Linked DNA regions of Mus musculus: all the other regions are linked to region 1. The links are chromatin contacts, called in public Hi-C and promoter capture Hi-C maps. All regions are on one chromosome and are shown on one strand. Each heading gives the region's core, a stretch centred on a gene start, on an enhancer-like site or on the middle of the called end of the contact. The rest is flanking DNA. Distances are from core to core; before and after follow the strand shown. Region 1 holds the start of Selenoo (selenoprotein O). Region 2 overlaps Ppp6r2 (protein phosphatase 6, regulatory subunit 2). Region 3 holds the start of Sbf1 (SET binding factor 1).

What was found. Promoter capture Hi-C pulls out the DNA fragments that hold promoters and counts their contacts. A called contact is a pair of places that touch in the nucleus more often than the background predicts.
Region 2: a Hi-C map of stem cell-derived epiblast-like cells shows a contact between it and region 1, with 2.2 times the contacts expected there. The contact joins the enhancer-like site here to the promoter of Selenoo in region 1. A contact is called at or near these places in 11 of 39 promoter capture datasets (the HPC-7 cell line, cranial neural crest, embryonic stem cells and 6 more), 23 of 484 Hi-C or Micro-C datasets (the AML12 cell line, the G1E-ER4 cell line, LSK cells and 12 more), 2 of 115 datasets of contacts at active chromatin or transcription factors (bone marrow-derived macrophages and craniofacial prominence) and 4 of 9 other capture datasets (adipose tissue, liver, macrophages and 1 more).
Region 3: a promoter capture Hi-C map of pre-B cells shows a contact between it and region 1. The contact joins the promoter of Sbf1 here to the promoter of Selenoo in region 1. A contact is called at or near these places in 10 of 39 promoter capture datasets (the C10 cell line, cranial neural crest, embryonic stem cells and 4 more), 4 of 484 Hi-C or Micro-C datasets (CD4 T cells, CD8 T cells, bone marrow-derived macrophages and 1 more), 7 of 115 datasets of contacts at active chromatin or transcription factors (bone marrow-derived macrophages, double positive thymocytes, large pre-B cells and 3 more) and 4 of 9 other capture datasets (adipose tissue, liver, macrophages and 1 more).

The regions. Positions count from the first base shown.
Region 1 is chr15:89,087,564-89,090,537 of GRCm38.p6, forward strand. Selenoo (selenoprotein O) reads left to right here and starts at 1,475. Exons shown (of 9, transcript NM_027905.3): 1 at 1,475-2,102. The coding sequence starts at 1,546.
Region 2 is chr15:89,281,139-89,283,855 of GRCm38.p6, forward strand. Ppp6r2 (protein phosphatase 6, regulatory subunit 2) reads left to right here. Exons shown (of 25, transcript NM_026813.2): 21 at 710-866; 22 at 953-1,041; 23 at 1,745-1,940. Among named protein-coding and RNA genes, the nearest start is that of Mir6959, 23 kb to the right of the region's middle. Within about 2 kb of position 1,368, at least 33 of the 459 cell types and tissues checked have an H3K27ac peak or open chromatin away from gene starts, as enhancers often do. A contact at or near this core is called in stem cell-derived epiblast-like cells, where this site is marked.
Region 3 is chr15:89,313,869-89,316,855 of GRCm38.p6, forward strand. Sbf1 (SET binding factor 1) reads right to left here and starts at 1,443. Exons shown (of 41, transcript NM_001170561.1): 1 at 1,194-1,443. The coding sequence starts at 1,248.

The sequences.
Region 1 (2,974 bases), core at 225-2,724:
CCTTCTCACCGCCCATGCAGAGGGAGAGGGGATTTGACAGTGATCGAACAGCTCCAGGGCCACATTTGGGTTCATTGCAGGATTTTTGTTTTTCTGTGTGTGGGGGGAGGGGGGGAGTGGATTTTCTTGTTTGTTCAGTTTTTGTTTTGTTGAGAAGGTTTCTCTGTGTAGCCCTGGCTGTCCTGGAACTCGCTCTGTAGACCAGGCTGGCCGTGAACTCAGATCCACCTGCCTCTGCCTCCCAAGTGCTGGGATCAAAGGCATGTGCCACCACATCTGGCCTCATTGTAGTTTTAGAAGCCCACTATGGCCCTAGGAAAATTTCCAGAGATGAATTCTTGAGGTGTAGAACTGAAGAAAGGCTGAAAAGGAGAAAGACTGCCAGGAAGGAATGCGTGCATTTGTGCTCAGAGTCTCCTGTTTGAAACTAACAGGTTTTCCTGAGCACTGGATGCTGCCTACCTCTCCACCACCAAGATCCATAGCCACCTAGATTGCAAGTGACAGGCACAGAATGGAGAGAGAAGGAAATGCTATCACTTCAGGGAGAGATGCTGTGTACAAGGGAAATACAACTTGAGGCACCAATAGGGAAGGACTTGGGGACAGAGGACCTAGCATGCATGCAGAGCCAGGTTTCAGATAGGCTCAGAATCCCAGCTGGAACCATTGCCCAGCCAAATTATTCCTGTAGCAAATCTTGGGTGGCCAATTCCCACCTAGCCCATGGATCCCAAGAATATTACCAGGACTTCTGGCCCTTCTCTGGACAGAACAGATGAGGAAAAATTGTCCTAGTGGCAGGGCACTGCATATTCCACATTATAAAAACATATTTGTACTTTATTTTAAAAAGGGATCTACACACACACACACACACACACACGTTAATAGTGTCATATAAACAGCTGATGCAGGACTCGGGTTCTTAGTGTTTGCAAACCCTGCTACAGAGAGGAGATGATGGAGAGCAAAGCATCAGCACCATAAATCTAAGACAAGATTGACCAGAGAGGCGAGAGTAAACTTTGAAATGACTGCCTGGCTTTGTTTACTTACCTATATAATCGGCTGGATAAAGAGGAGATGAAAGACACATCTTTAGGATGCTAAACTACTGTCTTAGATTGTTAGCTGTCTGAATAAAACAGTCAAAAGATTCCATGTCTGTTTCTATGCATGTGATGGACAGTACCACTCAAACCCACAGCACCCAGGGAATGGCCTTGGCTTCACCTCTAGTTAAGGGGTGAGGGGGCCTGGTAGTTTTTTAGGGACATCACTCAGCCTGTAGGCACACTTGGAGTAGTCCAGTCTGGCATATGTCACCTGGGTGGGAGCTTCGGACCTCGGCTGGCCTGGTGCACAGGTGCCAGAAGTTAAACAGCATCTTAGGTCCACCCTCTGCGACGGCTCGTAGCCTGGAAGTGGACAAACGAGAGGCGACCAATCAGAACCAAGCTTCTGGGCGTGCCTCCCACCAGCCCCTAACTGGGTGGGGGAAAACTTCCGGTCGGGGCGAGCAGGCTTCCGGCGAGGCGGCGAATGGCCTCTGTCAGGGCCGCGGTCGGGGCCTCGCTCGCGGTTGCCCGAACCCGGCCACGGTGCGTCGGTCTCGCGCTTCCGTCGTCCGCGCCCCGGTCCGCCTGGGCTGCAGCTATGGAGCCCACGCCGCGTTGGCTGGCAGGGCTGCGCTTTGACAACCGCGCCCTGCGTGAGCTGCCGGTGGAGACGCCGCCGCCTGGGCCGGAGGACTCCCTGGCCACCCCGCGGCCGGTGCCCGGAGCCTGCTTCAGCCGTGCGCGGCCGGCCCCGCTACGGCGGCCGCGCCTGGTGGCGCTGTCAGAGCCCGCGCTGGCCTTGCTGGGGCTCGAGGCCAGCGAGGAGGCCGAGGTCGAGGCCGAAGCTGCGCTCTTCTTCAGCGGCAATGCGCTGCTGCCGGGCACCGAGCCCGCCGCGCACTGCTACTGTGGACACCAGTTCGGTCAGTTCGCTGGGCAGTTGGGCGACGGTGCCGCCATGTACCTGGGCGAGGTGTGCACAGCGGCCGGCGAGCGCTGGGAGCTGCAGCTCAAAGGCGCCGGCCCCACGCCCTTCTCCAGGTGCGGAACTCCCGGAGAACTTCCCGGAGGCGACACCCTTCTGCGCGCGTGGGTGAAAAGGGAAGGTGCCCAGTGGCGCTTTCGCCCGGGTAGGGACAGCCCTACGTCCAAACTCCATGAATGGTTAGGACCTAGGTGGAGGAAGACAAAGAAACTGGCAGGGAAGGGCCGAGTGGCAAGAACGGGCTTACTCTCTGGCTGACACTCAGAGAGATCTCTCTCCATCTGCCAATTCTGTCAGGTGGAGGGGACACACCTCTAATGGCTGTCCGATGTGTTTTCAGAAACACAACGCGGACTTTGGAACCAGTTCCCCGAATGATACTGTTTGCTGAACATCTTGCCCAGAGTCTAGTTTTCAGAAGCAATGCATTGGGCTGGTATCCAGACCTATTATCTGGAACCATACTTAAACAGTATGCTTCCTCAACTTGCCCAGCCTCTAGCAGACTCTACGCACTGTCTAGGGACTGTGGGCACAATCCGTTCTTATACCCACCTTCTCTGTGACCATTCTCCCAAGCCTGTCAGTTCTAATCGTGCGCGCGCACACATGCACCCACCCACCCACACACACGAGTGGATAGTTCTTGTTTTCCAATGGAGAGTACCACAAGTGTCCAATACAGTCGTGGATCCAAAACCATACAGGCCCAAAGGAACAACTCTTCTTCCTCCTCCTCCTCCTCCCCCCCCCCCTTTTTTTGTACAGTGGTGTTTTGCCTGCATGTGTGAGAGTTGAACCCCTGGAACAGGAGTTACAATTGTGAGCTGCCATGTGGGTGCTGGGAATTGAACCTGGGTTCTATGGAAGAGTAGTCAGTGCTCTTAACCACTGAGCCATCTCTCTAGCCCCAAGGAACTCTTTAAAA
Region 2 (2,717 bases), core at 118-2,617, 190 kb after region 1:
CCTGTATACATGTGCACTTGCACAGCTGGTGTCCATTCTGTTTGCTAGGGAAGGGAAACCCCATGTAACCTGTATGTTGCTATTTGCCATCTCTCAGATGTACTTGGGAGCATCTACCCATATACTTCCTCTTAGAGACCTCTCTTACCTGCTCTGGGGTATTAGATACTCAGGACACGGGCAAGAAACCAGCTGTCTGTTAGGAGTTGCCAGCACCTTAGCTGGAGCTGGCCAGCTGCAAGGGCAGGAACACCCACAGTAGGGGCCCCCCATGCTGTGTGCCTGCTATGACCTGGGTTGGGACAGGTGAGATGGTACCTACTTTGTACCATCAGCCTTACTGGAGGACAGATGGGGCTTTACAGGTATCTCATGAGGCACCACATCAGCAAGAACTGATGCCCATACATGTGCTCTGTGGCAGTGGGTAGCTTAATAGGACCCTTTCCAGGTCATTCACAGGTCTTATGCCCAAGTGTCCCAGGGTTTGAAGCCATACTACCTTTTGCAAAGCACAAGCAGTGCTGGGGAGTCCCGCCATCTCTGACACTCGAGACAGTGGGGGCTCTTCTGGGGTTTCCTATGGGAGCATCTTGCATTCCTGGTCAGCTCTGATGACCCCGCTATTCATCTACGTGAGAGATGCTTCTCCCTCGCCTATCACATACTAGGCCTGCCTATTCTTGACTGCTGCGTCTCCTTCTGGCAGGTACTACATGGACAGCAGTTTTTGATGAGCCAGTGAACCCGCTGTCTGCAACCCCAGGAGCTGCGAGGGATGTGGGTTCTAGTGCATGGGCGGCTGGTCCTTCAGTTGTAGAGGAGAAAGGCTGGGCCAAATTCACCGACTTCCAGCCTTTCTGCTGGTAACAAACATCAGAATGGAATCTTGCCTGTTGGGTATCAGGACCAGTGTTGTCCAGTGGGCTCAGCATGTCATCTTCTTTTCTAGCTCTGAGACAGGGCCCCGGTGCAGCTCTCCTGTGGACATGGACCACAGCAATGCCGAGGGTGGCCAGAGTCCAGGCCCAGAGAAAACCTGTGAGTAGCAACAGCTCAGACAGCTGCCTTGACTAGTTGGCAGGCCTGATGCAAGGCTAGACCCTATTGAGAAGGTGGGAAGTGGCCTCGGCCCCAGGTGTGGTTATGTATTTGTGATGTTGGAATCCTTACATACATATGGGATTGGAGTTATCATGATTTGTTCACTGTACAATACATGAGGAACTTTAGGGTCCTCCAGCTTTAGGGGTAGAAGGCAGGACAACATGTATGAGCATGTAGGGTGTCCTCAGAGCCAGGTCCAATCAGGCTCCATGGCCCAGGCCTGTACTTTACAACATCCTTGAGTCACATTGTTATGTAGATGAGTCCCTGTTGGGATGCCACTATGGGACTTGACTTGGCCTCTCTCTCCTTCCCAGGCAAGTGGACTGGGTAAGAACGCTCCTGGGCATTAGGTTTAAAGTGGCTTCTCTGAGCCCATGTTTCCTCCTCTGAGAAGAGCACACACATCTCCTATCTAGTGGAGTAGTGGGGCAGCCCACATGAAAGGTACATAGCAGTTCATGTGGTTCCTGCGAACATGCAGATACACGTGCATAACACTCAGGAAGCCAACATGTGCCGTCTCTGCCACTCATCTCACACTGACTTATGCAAATCTGGGATCCCTGAGGCCATGGTATCTGTGTTCTCTGGCTCCTCTGCCCTCACAAATATCGCAGGGTTTCTTCTTTTGCAGTTGGTCCTACCTCGCCTTGTGCCTGGAATGTGTGTGTCACTAGGAAGGCCCCCCTGGTAGCCTCTGACAGCAGCTCCTCTGGGGGATCTGACAGTGAAGATGACGAGAAGGCAGCGGGTGCTGTGGAAGCTGTGTGCACAGGCCATACTGGAAAGGTCTCCCCACCACCCAGGACAGCGGAGGCTGCTGTTGGCAGGTGTGAAGGGACTGGAAAGCTTTCCTGGGAGGCCCAGTGAACACTGCATGGCTTCTGAGAACAGGGCTCAGTGGCCAGTCTTCAGTTCCTTGAGAACAAGTGGAGGTTAGACTGGAATCCTTGCTGCTGCTCCATGGCTAATGATCCTGTAAAGCTGTCTCTAGAAAAACAGTGCCTCTTTCTAATGGAAAGGCTGAACCAGAGGGCTTCTTAGACAACAGTGTATATTTTCTGTTTTAAATGTTTCAGAGTAGAAGATAGAACCTGGATGTCCCAAGAGCTCCCCAGAAACTTGGAATGACAGTCTCCACTACAGGTGCCAGTTACAGAGAATACCTGGTTTTCAGGCTCTGGGACTGGCTAACCTCCTTGGTGTCTACGGTTGTCCCAGACAGTGGAGGAAAGGCCTGTTGCCCTTAACTTTCTGTAGGGCAAGCTTAGGACTCTGGCCAGCCCTCTCCTGTTACCCCACTTTGTGCTGTGCCATTTGTTGTAGGGCACTTGTGAATTACAGTCAGGTGCCCTGCACGCTCGCACAGTAGGACAAAATGCATCTCAGGGTTAGGGATTAGGTGTAGTCTGAGCCCTGATTGGGAAGTAGAAGCAGCTCGCAGGTGGTCAAGCCACAGTTCCCCTGCAGTGTCTGAAGGCCGTCCCTAGGGAAGGAATCAGGTATGTTGTCATCATCCTTGCCAAGAGGCCAGCCACTCCAGCAAGTGCTTCTATTTTGAGTGGTCAAGATGAGAATATAGGACCAAGGTGTCAAGGAGCTACCCA
Region 3 (2,987 bases), core at 193-2,692, 230 kb after region 1:
GAAGACAGAGGTGGTGGTGGTGGTGGTGGTGGTGGTGGTGGTGTTTTCCAGTGCATACAGGGTCCATCATGTGGACATTAAACAAAGGAACAGTCCTAGTGGAGACTTAGCAAGAAGAAAGGCAAAGAAGAAAGTTTGGGTCCTGAATGGTGACAGTGACAGCTGGTCTGAGAAGCAGCAGAATAACTGTGTGGAATAGATAACTGGAACACGGTAGGAAGCATTACATCTAGGGATTAAGGGGCTACCTCATCTGGCCACAGTTGTCCCTAAGATACCGCCCCTCTGCAGGTGGACTCTGACAGCCAGAGTACAAGTCCCAGCCTCCATTCCAGACCCACACACTCAACTTCTCTATGCCAGATTCTATGCTGAAGATAGGGCAACAGCAAGGCAATCTCAGTGGGCTATTGGGAGAAATGAGATCATACACACAAAGGGTTGTGCAGGGCCTGGCACACTGAGGACTCCAGCCAACACCCCCCAACACTGTTGTCTCCATGGCTGTGGTTGATGTCACTGTCAGGCTCCGTTTTCTCCTACCCCCAGGACTGAAGGGCTCTCAGACACAGGTGCTGACTCCAGATCAGGGCCTCCTAGATCACCACACTGATCCCCCGCTGAGGGGCCTGGCTTAGAGGCTTGAACACCAGGAATGCTCTCCTCCAAGTGTGACACTTTCGTCTGAAGTCCGGCTCCATACCACCGACGAACCCCTCCCCCTCCACTGCACCCCATCAAGCGGTGCTTGAGGCTTCAGACCTAGCACTGGGTCAGAGAAGCTGGAAGACGAAAACGTTCCGCCCCCCTCTCTGAAATTCCCAGACCCAGCCACCGGCAGGCGGCCAAGGCGGGGTGAGCCCATCCCACCCAACTTGGAATCGGGGAGACCGAACTGCAGCAGGGTCCTCCAGCCTCCCACGCCCGAGCGACACGCCCCTGCCCACCTCGGAACAGCGACGCAGGTGCCCAGGTGTAGGAGGGATGTTTCTTACACAGGCCATGTCGTCCGGGGTCCTCGCGGGTTGCCCCGACGCCACCGTGGCCAATAACTACGGAGGCCTCTTTTCGAGAGCCCCGAGAGCTCGGCCCCAACTCCTGACCCTGCCTCCGGCCGGGTCTTCTTAGCTTCGAGTCCTCAGTCCCAGTCCCTCAGTCCCCCCCAGCTCGTCCCCCTCGGCGCTGAGACTCACCGCGCGGGTGCGGCCCGAACGCCACCAGCACGAAGTAGTCCGCGAGCCGCGCCATGGCAAGGGGCGCAGGCGGGCTCCACGGCTCGAGGGTTCGATGGCGGCGCGCTCATGGCCCGGCGCTGGCCCTAAGCTGCACACTTGGGACACCCCGGGCCCGCTCCTCTGCGGCGCCGCTGACCAGGGCTTCCGCCGCCATCTTCCCAGCCAGCCGGCCCGCCCGGGCGCTTCAGGAGCCTGCGCAGTTCTGCCCCTCCCGTGTAGGCGGGACCTGGCACAGTGCGCTTCCATTGGGCCACTCCGCATGGGGCGGGTCCAGAGGGCGCTGCCCCGCCTACTACCTCATGCTCAAGGACCGGCTCAACCCTTTGGGCGGGTGAAGCTTACGGCGGCCGGGGCGGGTCAGCTACCCTGGTCCCGCGGCCGACATTTCGACCTGAAGCACCACCGGTCAGGATTAGGGCATACTTCCCCGTCGGAACTGAAGCCCCGGAATGAAGGGAGACCTGGACCTCACCCTTGGGAGAGCCTAACTCCGAGGGTCAGGGGCGTGGTCCAGCTCAGTCTGCCTGAAGCAAACCAGTGGAGCTCAGGCCTTGTCCAGCCAGTCTCCCAAACTAGAGGACCGAGCTGGGGGATGGAGGAGTGTCATGGCTTCGCCACTCACCCTGCCAATCTTATGGTGGCCAAGGGAAAGACTTTACAGGCTTTTTTTTTTTAAGTTCCTAGTGCAAAAAGGGGCAGCTAGATATTTCACCATTGGATGGATGGGATATCCAACACCTGCATTTAAAAAAAAAAAAAAAAAAGTTCCAGCTTGAGTCACCTTCCTGCGAAGTTGGATCGCCCTGGAGGTCAGGGGGTTGGCCAGGCCTCTTGCAGTAATACAGGAATGGACACTTGTAGGAGAGGCAAGGTCCTTGACCAGGAGATTAAAGGGGGAGGACTAGGCTTGCTTGTTGATGAGTTTAGTTTTCTGTGAGAACTGAAAGACAAGCCACCTATTAGCATCGTGTTCCCTCCACCTGCAAGATCTGGAGAATGAATGAAAGCAATCTCAGGAGAGACGAGTCCAGTCGTCAGTGTACGTGTATAAAGAGTCTCGGCCCTTGAGAAGCTGAAGCAGGTCGTTCATGAATTCCAGTCCAGTCTCCTTGGCTTCATCAGGAAACCATGTGTCCAAAAAACAGGAGATATAAGGGCCTTTCTGGAGAGATAGTTTAGAGGTTATGGGAATCTGTGCTGGATTTGCAGCACCCTCGCCTGCAATTCTGGGTCCAGGGGGATCTGTCGCCCCCTTCTGGCCTCCGGAACGTGTTTGTGGTGGTGCGTGGACATACATGCAGGGAAAACACCCATACACATAAAGTGAAAATGTCTTTTTTAAGAGAGGGGGATGAGCTTGGTGGTCATGGTGGTGGTGGCAGCGCACGCCTTTAATTAAAGCGCTTGGGAGTCAGAAGCAGATGGAGTTTGAAGCCAGCCTGGTCTACGGAGCTAGTTCCAGAACAGCCAGGAAGCCCTGTCTTGAAAAAAATAAGATAAAATAAAAATAAATAAAAGAGGGGAAGAGGAAAAGACTGTCCTAGGAAAGTTCTGTGCACAGAGACACAAACCTAGCTCTCCTTTGCCAATGCCAGGTGAGCTGCAAAATCTTCCTTTCTGCTTAAAACCTGTGTTTGAACTTGATTGAGTTGGCTGCTTCTGTCAATCAACTAAAACTCGTCTCTATACTCGTAAGAAATGGTGGCAGGGGGCTGGAGAGATGGCTCAGAGGTTAAGAGCACTGACTGCTCT